Linked DNA regions of Mus musculus: region 2 is linked to region 1. Evidence: chromatin contacts called from public promoter capture Hi-C data. All regions are on one chromosome and are shown on one strand. The core of a region is the stretch at or near the end of the contact, and the rest is flanking DNA. Distances in the headings are between cores, read along the strand shown. Region 1 has its middle 9.9 kb from the start of Ncor2. Region 2 overlaps Scarb1 (scavenger receptor class B, member 1).

The links. Capture Hi-C pulls out chosen DNA fragments and counts their contacts.
Region 2: a contact with region 1 is called in a promoter capture Hi-C map of pancreatic islet. The contact joins two enhancer-like sites. A contact is called at or near these places in 2 of 39 promoter capture datasets (hippocampal neurons and liver), 1 of 15 datasets of contacts at CTCF or cohesin (the NIH/3T3 cell line), 8 of 484 Hi-C or Micro-C datasets (CD4 T cells, the N1E-115 cell line, Sertoli cells and 5 more), 11 of 115 datasets of contacts at active chromatin or transcription factors (bone marrow-derived macrophages, craniofacial prominence, embryonic forebrain and 6 more) and 2 of 9 other capture datasets (adipose tissue and pancreatic islet).

Annotation. Positions count from the first base shown.
Region 1 is chr5:125,185,667-125,192,560 of GRCm38.p6, reverse strand. No RefSeq gene overlaps it. Among named protein-coding and RNA genes, the nearest start is that of Ncor2, 9.9 kb to the right of the region's middle. Within about 2 kb of position 2,735, at least 88 of the 459 cell types and tissues checked have an H3K27ac peak or open chromatin away from gene starts, as enhancers often do. A contact at or near this core is called in pancreatic islet, where this site is marked.
Region 2 is chr5:125,279,894-125,286,787 of GRCm38.p6, reverse strand. Scarb1 (scavenger receptor class B, member 1) reads left to right here. Exons shown (of 13, transcript NM_016741.2): 10 at 2,056-2,107; 11 at 2,743-2,889; 12 at 5,555-5,683. The coding sequence ends at 5,683. Among named protein-coding and RNA genes, the nearest start is that of Gm32701, 20 kb to the left of the region's middle. Within about 2 kb of position 2,622, at least 127 of the 459 cell types and tissues checked have an H3K27ac peak or open chromatin away from gene starts, as enhancers often do. A contact at or near this core is called in pancreatic islet, where this site is marked.

The DNA.
Region 1 (6,894 bases), core at 1,486-3,985:
TCCTTTCCTTTCCTTTCCTTTCCTTTTCTCTTCTTTCTTTCTTTCTTTTTTTTCTTTTTTTTCCTGAGACAGGGTTTCTCTGTATAGCCCTGGCTGTCCTGGAACTCACTCTGTAGACCAGGCTGGCCTCAAACTCAGAAATCCACCTGCCTCTGTCTCCCAAGTGCTGGGATTAGAGGCATGTGCCACCACTGCCGAGAGGATGGAATTTTCTAAGGTGGCCCAAAGACCTTATACTGTCACTTGTATGAATGACCCTGTGAGTGTACATGCATGTGTGTGTATGTGTACATGTGTGTAGCATGTGTGCATGCATGTATGGGACACACGATGCTGGGGATTCACCAGGCTTCACAGGTACTGAATGAGTGTTCTATCTCTGAGTTGAGATGCCTCAGAGGTTAAGAGCAACTCTAGAATTCTGCTTCCTACTCCTACTACAGCTGAAGGTTTCACAGGAACAAATGGGTCCCGCTCCATCTGGCCCAGGCTTCTCTCACTGCAGCATCTCAGCAGGCTCTCGTCTCAGAGTGCAGCGCAGGGCACAGGGTGGTAGCGGTGGTGGTGGTGGTGGTGGTGGTGGAGGCTGTGTCTCCTGTCACCTTCCCACCCCCACCCACATGCGCAGCCACCTCCTCCTGTGTTGCCATCCTGAGACCTTTAGTTCTCACGGTAGTGGCCTCCCCCCACCCTTCCCCGCTAGGTGATCTGCAGGGACAATGGACCGGACCGCAGAGCCTGCTGGGATGGAAACCTGCCAGCTCCCCGCTGCACACAGGGAGGGGCAGGCTGGCAGTATACACTCAATACCCCGAAGCTCCTGGCTCTGCCTCAAGACCCTTGCACTTTCCCCTTTACCTGAAACACCTTTCTGTGGCTATCCCCGGGCTGCTTCTTTCTTCATTGAAGGTCTCTGTGTGTCCTTGGCATCTCCCCAAAGAGGGAAGGTGTTCTTGGATCGGCCTCATTCTTTCCTGTGTGCACACGTGTGTGTAGGCCTGACCTGGGGACCACTTTCGGCGTGCTTCTTCATGTACCTTGAACTTAGTTTGGAGACAGAGCCTCCCACCGGCTTGGAACTTGCCAGAGTAACTTGGTTGTAGGAGGGATGTCCGTGGGCCTCGGGGGTCTGCTTGTCTCTCACAAGGGATCAATGTGCCAACACGCACAGCATCTGATTGCATGAGATCTGGGGATCAAACTTAGGGCCTTATGCTTATACACAGCAAGCGCTTTACATACAAGGCCATCTCCCACACCCGCCATTGCACACTAATTTCTTCATGTAACACCCCTTACTAGGACATAGGAGGTCCCATAAGTGCTCTCAGCAGAGCCCTAAGTCTGCTCGGCCTCTGCTCTGTCCTCCACATGAGGATCGCTGAGCCTCAGTTTCTCCCTTTACATCTTACACGCCTTGTCATCCCCATTGAGAGCTAAGGATGAACCTTAGTGCTAGGTGGAGCTGAGCCTAATGTAACAGTCAGCTACAAAGTTGCTGCTGTGTAACAAGTAGCCGCAGCATCCCTAAGCTCCATAGCTTATTGCAACCCGTTGAGGAAGCCATGGAATCAAGTAGCATGGTGGCTGCAGCCACGGGAGATCCCTGTAGAGTGCTCCTGACTTGCAGAGGGACACCTCCAGGCTGTGATTCAGGTGTCCCTTACCTCCTTGGCTCTGTCTTTCATGGCTTGGGGCAGATGGTGGATGTGTACCACGGACAGAGTTGAGCAGGCCCAGCAGGAGAGAAACCACCCTACCCTGCCGGTCATCCCATCTCCTGTGGAGACACCTGGCTATGAGGGAGTCTGGGAAGGACAGCCGGGTCCTGTCCATAAAGGATGAGGAAAGGCCTTGGCTCCTTACATAATGTGGCCTCAGGGATGCTGGCCCAACACCTGCCTCAGAGTGAACCTTGCTTAATCTCAGGAGAGCCTGGGTGAAAGCTAAAAGCCTGAAGGCGTCCTGTTTGGGTAAGTCCAGACCTGCCCTGGCCTGTTGGCCACTGGCCCAGGCAATGGACTGGCAGGGCTGTGGAATCTGCAGGTGCTGGGTATGGGGGTCCACAGATCCGCTGTCAGAGTCACCCTATCAGGGGAAGCAGGATGGATCGGGAGCAAGTAGGAGTGGTTGTCAGACTTCAGTTGCCTGGTCCACCTCATACCTGCATGAGCAGTGGGGGAGGGGCTGCTCATTCTTTACCACAGGGAAAGCCGAGGCAAGGCTCAGAGTTGTACCTGGCCTGAGGTCAAGGGGATCAGTACTTTGTCCCGTGATCTCCTGCTGTGCCTGCCTCAGTTTACCCTGTAGCCTCAGGATAAAATGCTAGAGGTTGGATCCCAGGATAGCCTTGAGGGGAGGGGCTATAGCTTAGGGGTAGGGGTGGAGTTGGGGGGGCCTCTCAAGCCTGAGATCAAGGGTCATGCTGGGACCTCCAGAGGCCATCCTTCCTATCAGATGTAATTTAGTGCCAGGAAGCCATGGCTCCCTGTCTTGGGGATCTTCAAGGCCTAACTCGAGTGTCCTCAGAATCTGACCTTAAACATGAGAGGCACAAACACCGCAAGGCCTTTTGTGAGCAAGTCTGTGCCGCGTACCATGCCTGCTGGTTGCACACGTCAGCCCTGTTCTGTGTGGCAGGGGACAGGTAATGATTCATCTAGACACTCGGGATAAGCGGCTGGCTTGAAGAACCTGCACGCCCTCCCTCAAGCCCCACCTCCAGCAGGTGGCGCTGTAGGGAGGCGGTAGGAGCCAGAGGGCGGGGCCTAGCTGAAGGCAGTGGGTAGGGGTGGTAGTAGAGGAGTAGGGTTGTGTGTGTGTGTGTGTGTCTCCCTGTATCCCGCATCCCCTCTGAGCTTTCTGTCCACCATAATGAGAGCAACCTTCTTCTCCACACATCCCTATCTCCATGACCTCTGCTCAAGTGACCCCAGATTGACCCCTCGGAAACCCTGAGTCAAAAGGATTAATCCTTCTAGTAAGCTGTTCCTTCTAAGAAACCTGACCCAGAAGTGTACATTCTGTTTGTTTTGTTTCGGTTCATTTTGTTTCGGTTCATTTTGTTTCTCTGTGTATCCCTGGCAATCCTGGAACTCACTCTGTAGAACCAGGCTGGCTTGGAACTCACAGCCATCCAACCTGCCCTCTACCTCCCAAGGCGTGTGCCATAAGCGCCCTGCTGAAGTTTACATTTCTTATGTTGACTCATTCACTCAGTAACCCTTACATCAGCATTAACTCTTTGCCATGTGCTTTTCTGGGTCCTGGAGACTGAGTCCTGGACAAGACACACCAGATCCATATTCCCACAAAATTCACGTGCATATCAAATACATGTACGGGGGGGGGGGGGGGGGACAGATACTCCACAACAGATGCCCTGTCAGGAGGTGCCCAGACCTTTGGCCAAACATCATTCCTGGTAATGACTCAGGATGTACCCACTCTTGAGTGAATGCAGAGAGTGAGTCAAACCAGTGGATGCTCCCCAGTGTGGGCGGAGCTCTCCCGGATTAGCAGAGAAGGCTGATTCTCCTGAGAGCAAGAGGAAGTTCCTTGCCTGGCTGCCTGAAAGCCCGGTCAGCAGGTGTCCCCCTCCCTGTGCGGCTGAACTGGAAGCAGAGCGCGCCTCTTGGGCTTCCAGGCTTTGGATGGAGGCACATGGCAGCTGTCCTGGGTCTTAGCTCCAGACTCCAAGGGAACCAGCTTCCTGGGCCTCCAGTGGGCAAACTGCTGACCCTGGGATTTTTTGTAGCCTTGATGACTGTTAGCCAGGTCCTAAGACTCTATCCATCAACCGCCTATCTACTGATCACAAACTGATCTATCTATCGCCATTTATATATAATCTTGCTATATCTTCTATCATTCAATTTTTTTATCTACCTGTCTTTATCTATCTATCTATTTATCTTTCTATCTTTCTATCACCTATCTATCATCAATCTACAGTCTATCTCTATTTCTCTGTCTGTCTGTCTGTCTTAGGATTTCTATTGCTGTGAAGAAACACTATGACCACAGAAACTCTTCTAAAGGAAATGATTTAACTATGGCTGGCGTACCTGGTTTAGTTCATTATCTTGCTGGCAGGAAGCATGGCAGCACACAGGCAGATGTGGTACTGGAGAGGGAGCTGAGAGATCTACATCTGGAGTGTGTATGTGTGTGGGGGGCGGGAAGTGACTGTGAGCCATTGAGCCAGGACTTGAACTTCTGAGCCCACCCTCTAGTGACAAACTTCCTTCAACAAAGCTGCACCTGCCCCTACTACAACAACAAACTCCACACCACTTAATAGCACCACTTTCTATGGGCCAAGCATTCAAACACATAAGCTTGCATTTCTGAGGTTCATTCCTATTCAAACCATCTATCTATCTATCTATCTATCTATCTATCTATCTATCTATCTATCTATCTATCTATCATCATTCTATCGCCTGTCTATATATCTGTCTATATCTATCTATCTATCTATCTATCTATCTATCTATCTATCTATCTATCTATCAATCATCTGTCTTCTCTAGTCATATCACATGCTCTATTGCTTCTGTGACTTTGGGTGAGACCCCTGACTATACAAGGGTGACAAGCCATACTGAACATGAAAGGTGGGGGAGGGGCGCTGGGGGGAGGGCAAGTTTTTTCAAGTGCACTCAGGAAGTGAAGAGCAATAGTGATAGTGTATATGAGGCAGTCCTGAGTACCAGAGATGCTCCTCATAGATCCTAAGGCCAAGGTGGGTGTGCCAGAGTGGGTGAGATGGCAGACTTGGGGGATGAATTGTAGGCCCTGGCTTGTCTCCCTGCCTAGTCCTTTTCTCTCCTGGGTATCCTTATCGCTCTCTTTGTATCTGACACAACCTGAGAAGTTCTGTCTGGCCCTGGGGTGGCTGGTACCATGACAAGAGGGTCTGGGTGGCTGCATCCTCTGACTGCTGTAGCTGGCACTGGTATGCTGCCACCTCAGGGAAGTTGGAGCCCTGACCCCTGGACCTTCCTGTGGCTCTGGAGTGCCATGTAGCTGTTTGCTAATGGTAACTGCTTATGGACTTGTGGAGGTTTAAATGAGAATGGTCCTATAGGCTTTTAGGTTTGAATGCTTAGTCCCAGCTAGCGGAACTATATAGGAAGGTTTAGGAGGTGTGGCCTTGTTGGAGGAGGTGTGTCACTGGAGGGAACATTAAAGTTTCCAAAATTCACCCCATTTTTCAGGCAACTCCCTCGCCTCATGATTTGTCTCAAGATAAGGGCTTATAGCTAACGCTCTTGCATTATGCCTGTCTGCCTGCTGCCACACCCCCTAAACAGCAGTCATGGGGTTACCTTCTGAAACTGTAAGCAAGATCTGAATAAACCCTTTCTTCTATAAGTTGCCTGGGTCATTGTCTTAGTGAGGGTTTTACTGCTGTGAACAGACACCATGACTAATGCAAGTCTTATAAAAGGCAACGTTTAATTGGGGCTGGCTTACAGGTTCAGAGGTTCAGTCCATTATTATCAAGGCAGGAGCATGGCAGCATCCAGACAGGCCTGGTGCAGGAGGAGCTAAGAGTTCTACATCTGAAGGCGGCTAGTGGAAGACTGGCTTCTAGGTAGCTAGGACTAGGGTACTAAAGCCCACTCCCGCCGGGCTGTGGTGGCGCATGCCTTTAATCCCAGCACTTGGAAGGCAGAGGCAGGCAGATTTCTGAGTTCGAGGCCAGCCTGGTCTACAGAGTGAGTTCCAGGACAGCCAGAGCTACACAGAGAAACCCTGTCTCGTAACCCCCCACCACCACCAAAATAAAATAAAATAAAAGCCCACTCCCACAGTGACACACCCACTCCAACAAGGCCACACCCACTCCAACAAGGCCACACCTCCAAATAGTGCCACTCCCTGGGCCAAGCATATACAAACCATCACAGTCACAGTTTCTCAGGTCAGCAATAAAAAAGTAACCATGATGCTGCTTCTCGGCTGGGTGACATTGAGGTGCTGATGCTTTCCACATCCGTAAGGCGATGACGGCAGGCAGGAGTTCCATCTTCAGATTCCCTGCAGGCTCAGCGACAGTTTGCCATTTAATTCCCATGGTAACCTGTACGATTTGGACCAGAGGGGTTGAGCGACTTCATCAGAAGTTGATCAGCTAGCAGTCTACTTGTGGGTCTGGGTGCCCAGCCACCATAGCACACAGCTTCCTAGACTAATAACCTCTGTAAGGTGCCTAGCTAGAAAGCTCTGGATGGGGACCCTGATCTTCCTAGTTTAGAAGAGAATGCCAGGCAGAATCTGCAGCCCAGCATGTCTCATCCCTACCACCTGCCATCATCTTAAACATCAAATCCTTAGCAAGATCCCCTAGATCTCCCACTCTTTCCCCTTTTTTTTTGAGACAGGGTTTCTTTGTGTAGCTTTAGCTTACCTGGAACTCACTGTGTAGACCAGGCTGACCTCAGACTCCGAGATCTGCCTGTCTCTGCCTCTCCAGTGCTCTGGGAGTGCTTGACTCAGTCATCTGGAGCCCTAGGGGGTTTGCCTGGAGGCAGCTTTCACTTGTGTTCTGTCTCTGCACTTGCTTCTGGCCCTTCTCCATGCTCTAAGGCTAAACAGCCTCCAATGGATCTTCCAGACACAGGCCTGGTGCTGAGGAAGCTATGGCCCCACAGAGGCATGAAGCCACCCTCTCTCAGTGAGGTCTGTTGTTAGCCACGCGCCAGGGCCAGAGCGTGTCCTCAAGGAATACCCTGGATGGGTGGCTGGAAGGGCCGCCCCTCACCTGGAGAACTGATCCAGAGGTTTTCAAAGGGCCAGGCAACAGTGGGATGATAGGTGGGGCTAGTGGGGTGCCCGCCACTGTGGCAGCTCTTCCTGGGTTTGCCAGAGGGTGAGTTCCTTGTG
Region 2 (6,894 bases), core at 1,373-3,872, 94 kb before region 1:
CCTGAGTTCAATTCCCAGCAACCACATGGTGGCTCACAACCATCTCTAATGGGATCTGATGCCCTCTTCTGGAGTGTCTGAAAACACTAAAGTGTACTTATGCAAATAAAATAAATAATTCTTTGAACGAAAGGACCCACATGCTGGTCACTCCTCAGCATCGCAGATCACATGCCTGGGAACCACTGAGGAAGAGGTGGACTCTGGGCTTCATGGTGAAAACTAAGTCCGGGAATTGCTGGACTCAGCTAGGCTTCTGTACACACACACACCCTGGGACTCCTGCATGCCAGAAAACACTCTTTCACTGAATTACATCCCAGCCCTCTTCACTTTTTAGGTCTCACTAGATTACCCAGGCTGCCCTTAATCTCTCTGTAGCCCATCATGGCCTTGAACATGCGCCACTTGATCTGACTCATCTGGGCTCTTGAAACCGGAGGCCAAAGTGGGCTGGCCACGGGCTTGAGTTCCTGAGGTCAGCAGCCAAACATTGATTTGCTCCACTGCCTCAAATACTCTTTAGAAATCTTTATAGATTTATGGAGAGGTGTCAGAGACGCAAGCAAATCTTTGTTCTCTGTCCCCGGTGCATTCAGTACTGTCCGCTCCTGGCAGTATCTGTCACGGTAAGGAACCAAAGTCTAGTGCAGCGTTATTGCCACAACTGCAGCTTCTCAGCACGAGATGCCGCCCGCTCACGCCTCACGCCCGGCTCCCGTGGCTGTGATGGGTTGTTTTGTTTTGTTTTTTTCTTTTAATCTTTGTTTCTTGTTGGTGTTGTGAGTTTTGGGATTTTGTTTTGGTTTTTGGAGGGGAAGGTGGTTCATACAGAGGCCAAAAGAGGATGCCATGTGTCCTCTTTTATCCCTCTTCCCTTTCTTCCCTCGCGGCAGGAATTCTCACCGAAGCCCCAGCTAGCTTCTACCTGTCTCAGCCCTGGGGTCACAGGTTCAAAGCCACACACAGCTTTTAGCCTGGGTTCAGGGGTCTCACCTCGGGTTCATTTGCTTGAGCAGCAAATGCTTTCCCCACTGAACCATCCCCAGCACAGTGATAGTTTCTCCTCTAGCTTTTGGGGTGTTAAAGTACTTGCTGGACCTGGGTGTGTGTGGTGCGATCAGGTTCCCCTGTAGATAGTAACAGGGGCAGCCACCCAGGCTTTGGTGGGAGGAGACTCATTATTATTTTATTATTATTGGTATTATTATTATTATTATTATTATTACTACTACTACTACTACTACTACTACTACTATTTGGCTTTTTGAGACAGGGTTTCTCTGTGTTAATAACCTTGGCTGTCCTGGAACTCACTTTGTAGACCAGGTTGACCTCAAACTCACAGAGATCCACCTATCTCTGCCTTCCCAAGAGCTGGGATTAAAGGCATTGTGCCACCACATACACAGATATTATTATTTATTTTTAAAGTTGTATTTATGTATTTTATGAATGAGTGGTCTGTCTGAATGTACACCTGTGAGCCAGAGGAGGGCATCAGATGCCATGATAGATGGTTGTGAGCCACCATGTGGTGGCTAGGAATTGAACTCAGGACCTTTTAACCGTTGAGTTATCTCTCTAGCCCCATTTTTAGTTGTGTTTAGTGTGTGTGTGTGTGTGTGTGTGTGTGTGTGTGTGTGTGTGTGTGTATAGGTGCATGCCACAATGAACATGTGAAGGTTGGGACAACTTTAGGGAGCCTGTTCCACCTTCTGGGTCCCGGGGATGGAACTCAGGTCTTCAGGCTTAGCAGCAAGCACTGTCACCCACTCAGCTGAGCCTTGCCACGCCCCTTAATTAATTTTTTGCATCAGGGTTTCCTGTAGCCCAGGCTAGCCTCAAACTTGGCTAAGGATAGTCAACTGTACGTAGCGTTACAGGCTCCCCTTTATCTTTCTGTCTCATTTTCTTGTGAAGTGGTTTCGACTGAGCGAAGGCCTTTCACATGGTAACCAGTAGCTCTCCCACTGACACCCCAAGCCCCAAACATAGCTCCATTGCGAGGGTCACATCACCCCTGGTCACTCACTTTGTGTCCCATGTTTCCAGGCAAACAGGGAAGATCGAGCCAGTAGTTCTGCCGTTGCTGTGGTTCGAACAGGTGAGTCTATGAAGGTAGAAGGGAGTCTGGGGTCTCTGTATGTTAGCTGAGGCTTTTAGTTCGCTTTGATGCTAATGTTATGTTAACTTCCGGTACCTAAATTTAGCTATTTGTATGTTTAGCCTGCCCATATGTATGTATGTATGGTTATCATGTGAGTGCCCGGTACCCGCAGAAGCCCAGAGAGCATCAGGTCTCCTAGAACTGGAATTACAGATGGTTGTGAGCCGTCAAGTCTGAAACGTGGGCTCTCTTGAAGAGCAGCCAGCGCTCTTAACCACAGAGCCATTTCCAGGTTTTGTTAATGGCCCCTGAGAGGGGGGAGTGGAGATGGAATTCCGCACCAGGCCACCCTGCAGGCATCCTGATCTCGTCGCCCTTCAGGTCCTAAGACTAGATTCTAACCAGCGAAAGAGATGACTGTTAGGCGAGGAGGCTTGGGGCCAGATCCACCTCCCATTAGCCAGTGCCTCATTTCATGGGCGTGCCAACAGCAAGGGCGTCTGGGAAATGTAGTTCTCTTTGGACTTCTAGCCAAAGCGCCCGAGGCTCTCTGTTCTGATTTGGGGCGGGGCACGGCACAGTGGGATGGGTGCCTTGGAGACGCAGCGTGCAGCCCGACCTTTCTTCTGCAGAGCGGAGCAATGGGTGGCAAGCCCCTGAGCACGTTCTACACGCAGCTGGTGCTGATGCCCCAGGTTCTTCACTACGCGCAGTATGTGCTGCTGGGGCTTGGAGGCCTCCTGTTGCTGGTGCCCATCATCTGCCAACTGCGCAGCCAGGTAAGTAGGAGGGGCGGCCACGCCTCGGACTCGGCTCGGGTTTCAGCCGACCTCTGTTTCCTGCAGCTAGCTCTTGTTCTACCTCCTCTCTCGCACCCTGCAGTAACTTTTCTCTACAAGTCCTGGAAGGCCCAGGACCCTCCCAGGTCGGGGCTAGGCTGAGGCTAGGTACCCAGTCATTTGGCCAACAAGTGGGTGCCACTTGGTGCCCGCTCTGGAAAGTGCCTGCCGAAGGTAGAGGTGGGGGGTCAGGGCTGGGCTGGTTAGAGAAGCAAAGGAAAGCCAGGTTAAACCAAACAGAGAAGATAGTTTTTCCCAAGGAAAATGCTCTGGGCTGGAGTTGGGTGTGAGATGGAAGTGGGAGGAGCCACGTGTGGAACCATGAACTTAGATTTTCTAAGTCCAGAGAAAAAAGTGAAAGAAATTAGTTATAAATTTTGCTTGACCCAAATATATCAGCATATGAGGCTGAAGTTTTACATCAGCCATAGAGCACTTGTTTAGCCAGTGTGAGGCCTTGTATTCAGGCCTCAGCGCTGACAGGAAAAAAAAATAATCAAAAATAATGAAAATATTTAAAAAAGAAGAAGAAAAGAAAAGAAGGTCTGGAGAGATAGCTCAGTGATTATGAGCACTTACTGCTTGCAGGGACCCAGGTTCGATTCCCAGCACCTACCTGGTGTTCTGCAACCAACTGTAACCCTTGTTCTGTAACCCTAGTTCTGTAACCCTAGTTCCAGGTGATCTCAAGGCACACACACAGTGCATATACTTGCATGGAGAACACTCATACACATAAACTAATACAGGTGCCTATAATCCCAGCACTCAGGAAGGAAGGAGGCCAGGGGAGAAGGATCCGGTTCAAAATCATCCCTGGTTACATGTAGGGTTTGATCAAGGCCAGCCTAGGATACGTGACATCTTGTCTCCGAAAATCAATTAAACTTCAAAAAAAGAATAGTGTGGGCGACTGGAGAGATGGCTCAGCAGTTAAGAGCACTGGCTGCTCTTCCAGAGGTCCTGAGTTCAAGTCTCAGCAACCACATGGTGGCTCACAACCATCTGTAATGGGATCCGATGCCTGCAGAGCAACAGTGTACTTGTATACATAACATAAATAAATAAATCTTAAAAGACAAGAATAGGGCTGGTGAGATGGCTCAGTGGGTAAGAGCACCCGACTGCTCTTCCAAAGGTCAGGAGTTCAAATCCCAGCAACCACATGGTGGCTCACAACTATCCGTAACGAGATCTGACTCCCTCTTCTGGAGTGTCTGAGGACAGTTACAGTGTACTTACAATAAATAAATAAATAAATAAATAAATAAATAAATAAATCTTTAAAAAAAAACTTTAAAAAGAAAAAGACAAGAATAGTGTGGTTCAGACAGGGGTAGGGGTCACTTCCATAAAGAAAGGATGACTGAGGAATGTAACATCAGGGCATGCAGCCCCTGAAAGCAGGAAGCAAAGGGGTCATGACTAGAACCTTCGTTCCCTTCTGGCCTCAGGAGTACCGGCTCGTGCATGAGATCTTGGGGTTACGACATTGGTCAAGTCCCCTGGGGTGCTTGCTGATAGCTGTAGTTGTGAAGCAGGGAATTTGAGGACAGGACTGTGATCAGCTGTGATTCAAGAGGGCTGCTGTCTGCAAACAGGGGAGCCACTGGCCACCTTTGAACACTCGTACAAGAGCCACTCACAGGGTCCCACCTGAGATGTCCTGGGGCCACAGGCTGGGCTTTCTGTGCGTGCTTGGTGTGTGTGTTGGGGGGGTCTTCCCACCTGCTCTCCTGCAGTCAGCCAGCTGGCTGCCTTTCTTCTTTAAGGCTTGCTTGCTTGCTTGCTTGCTTGCTTGCTTGCTTGCTTGCTTGCTTTGGGAAGAACGGATCCCTGTGGAGTCCCCAGCACCCGGCTTCCCTTTCCAAACACAGGCCCCAAGTCTCTTGTCATCACCAAGGGGTGTCTGGTTGCCTCTGGCTCTCCATGTTGACTGTAGCTATGAGGATCTGGAGGACATCACGGTCTGGGCTTCCGGGCTGGTGTTCCTCCCTGCTGCTGCCCAGTGAGAACTGAGCCAGGCTTTTTCAGTCAACCATTGGAGGAGAGACCCCAAAATAGAAGGCAGGCGTCTCGCTGGGGTCTGGGGGCAAGGTTGTTTGTCCTGCGGGTTTCATCAGAGAGAGGCCAAAGAAGCCTTGTCCTGACAAAGCTAGGCCTCACCTGTGTGTTCCTGTCCTTGAGCATCTGGGGGCGGGGGGGTTAACTGCTTGCTGGTAAAGAACATACTCAGTCATACGCCATTCATAAATCAAGAGTATGTTAATGTTTCCCTCAGATTGACAAATACCATGGACTTGGAGAAGAGGTTAAGAGAGAGATTGTACCCAGTAGGCTCCAGGCCCTAGGTTCAAATCCAGCCCCACCAGACCAGACCAGAGAAATTCAAACACTCAGCAGGCCAGTCCCGCTGTGGCCACCTCCGCCACTCTCTTCCTGTCGGTGACTTTCTGCTTGCCGGACTTCCGGGGCGCTTCGCCCACAGTGCAGGGTGGAACAAGACTCTGCAATCTTGTTCTCTTCTGTCCCTTTGCTTCTGGGGGGACCCAGCGTCACCCCAGTGACACGGCATGCCATATAAACTAGCTTGGTTGTCTTCCAGGAGAAATGCTTTTTGTTTTGGAGTGGTAGTAAAAAGGGCTCCCAGGATAAGGAGGCCATTCAGGCCTACTCTGAGTCCCTGATGTCACCAGCTGCCAAGGGCACGGTGCTGCAAGAAGCCAAGCTATAGGTGCGTACCAGGTAACCCCCCCTCTTCACCCCACCTACTCATAGCCAGTAGACCTACCGTCTCTACCTATAGCATCTTCCTGGATGTTATTCACATGGAGAGCAGTTACCCTCCTGCCTCTCACCCTCCTGCGAGATGGGAATCTTGCCTCGGTTTCTTGGACCCTTTCAGTCATTGACTCTCATTTACAAAGTCCTGTTAGAAGATGACAGTTAGGGCTGGTGAGATGGCTCAGTGGGTAAGAGCACCCGACTGCTCTTCCAAAGGTCCGGAGTTCAAATCCCAGCAACCACATGGTGGCTCACAACCATCCGTAACGAGATCTGACGCTCTCTTCTGGAGTGTCTGAAGACAGCTACAGAGTACTTACATATAATAAATAAATAAATAAATCTTTAAAAAAAAAAAAAGAAGATGACAGTTAGGCCAGTTGCTTCTCAGTGTCCTATCCCCTGCAGGTTGCTAAATACAGGTCCCTGGGCATCCCGGAAAGCCAAGAGACTCTCCTAGCCCAAAAGGTTTGAAAACTTTTTTTTTTTTTGGACTTCAAGGGCATGTAAAAGGACACACTGACTCCAGTTCAGAATAGAGAGACTGAAAATGAAGACGTTTAAACATCAGTTAAGCACCAGCTACATACTCAGTCAGGGCCTGAGGATAGAATTTCATGGTCAAGTACACAGGGTGTGCGACAGACTGCTCAATACAGTCTGAATTTAGATGGAGTCGTGTGTCCGCCCTGTGCTTTGCTGCGATGGGTGGTCCAGGTGGTGAGCCACCGAGTCAGGTATAGCTGGCGTCCTGGTTTACTTAGTAGCCATCTCGCAAGGATCCAGGACCGTACTTCTCCAAGATCTCCAGGTCCTGTAGGGATCAAGGCTCAGGAGAGAGGCTGAGCCCTACAGGGTGTGTCCCTGCCTGGGAAGGGACTGGAAGAGCTGTGGTCCCTGCAATTTGGGGTTAGCAGAGGTGAGTGAGTGTCTCAATAGAAGCTGCTATTTTAGCTTGTGAGCCAACTTGGGTGTGAGCACTTTCTTGGAGGGAGCTGGGGGTGGGGGGTGGAGGCGGGGCTTGGGGGGGCGGGGAGGGGAGGCCACAGCTCAGCTCCTGGAGGCCAGCTGACTATTTGCTGCAATGTCATTTGCTTGAGAAGCAAATAAGGCAGAACTCTGGTGACTGTGTGATTGTCCTGGTGAGTGCCACCTCCCTGG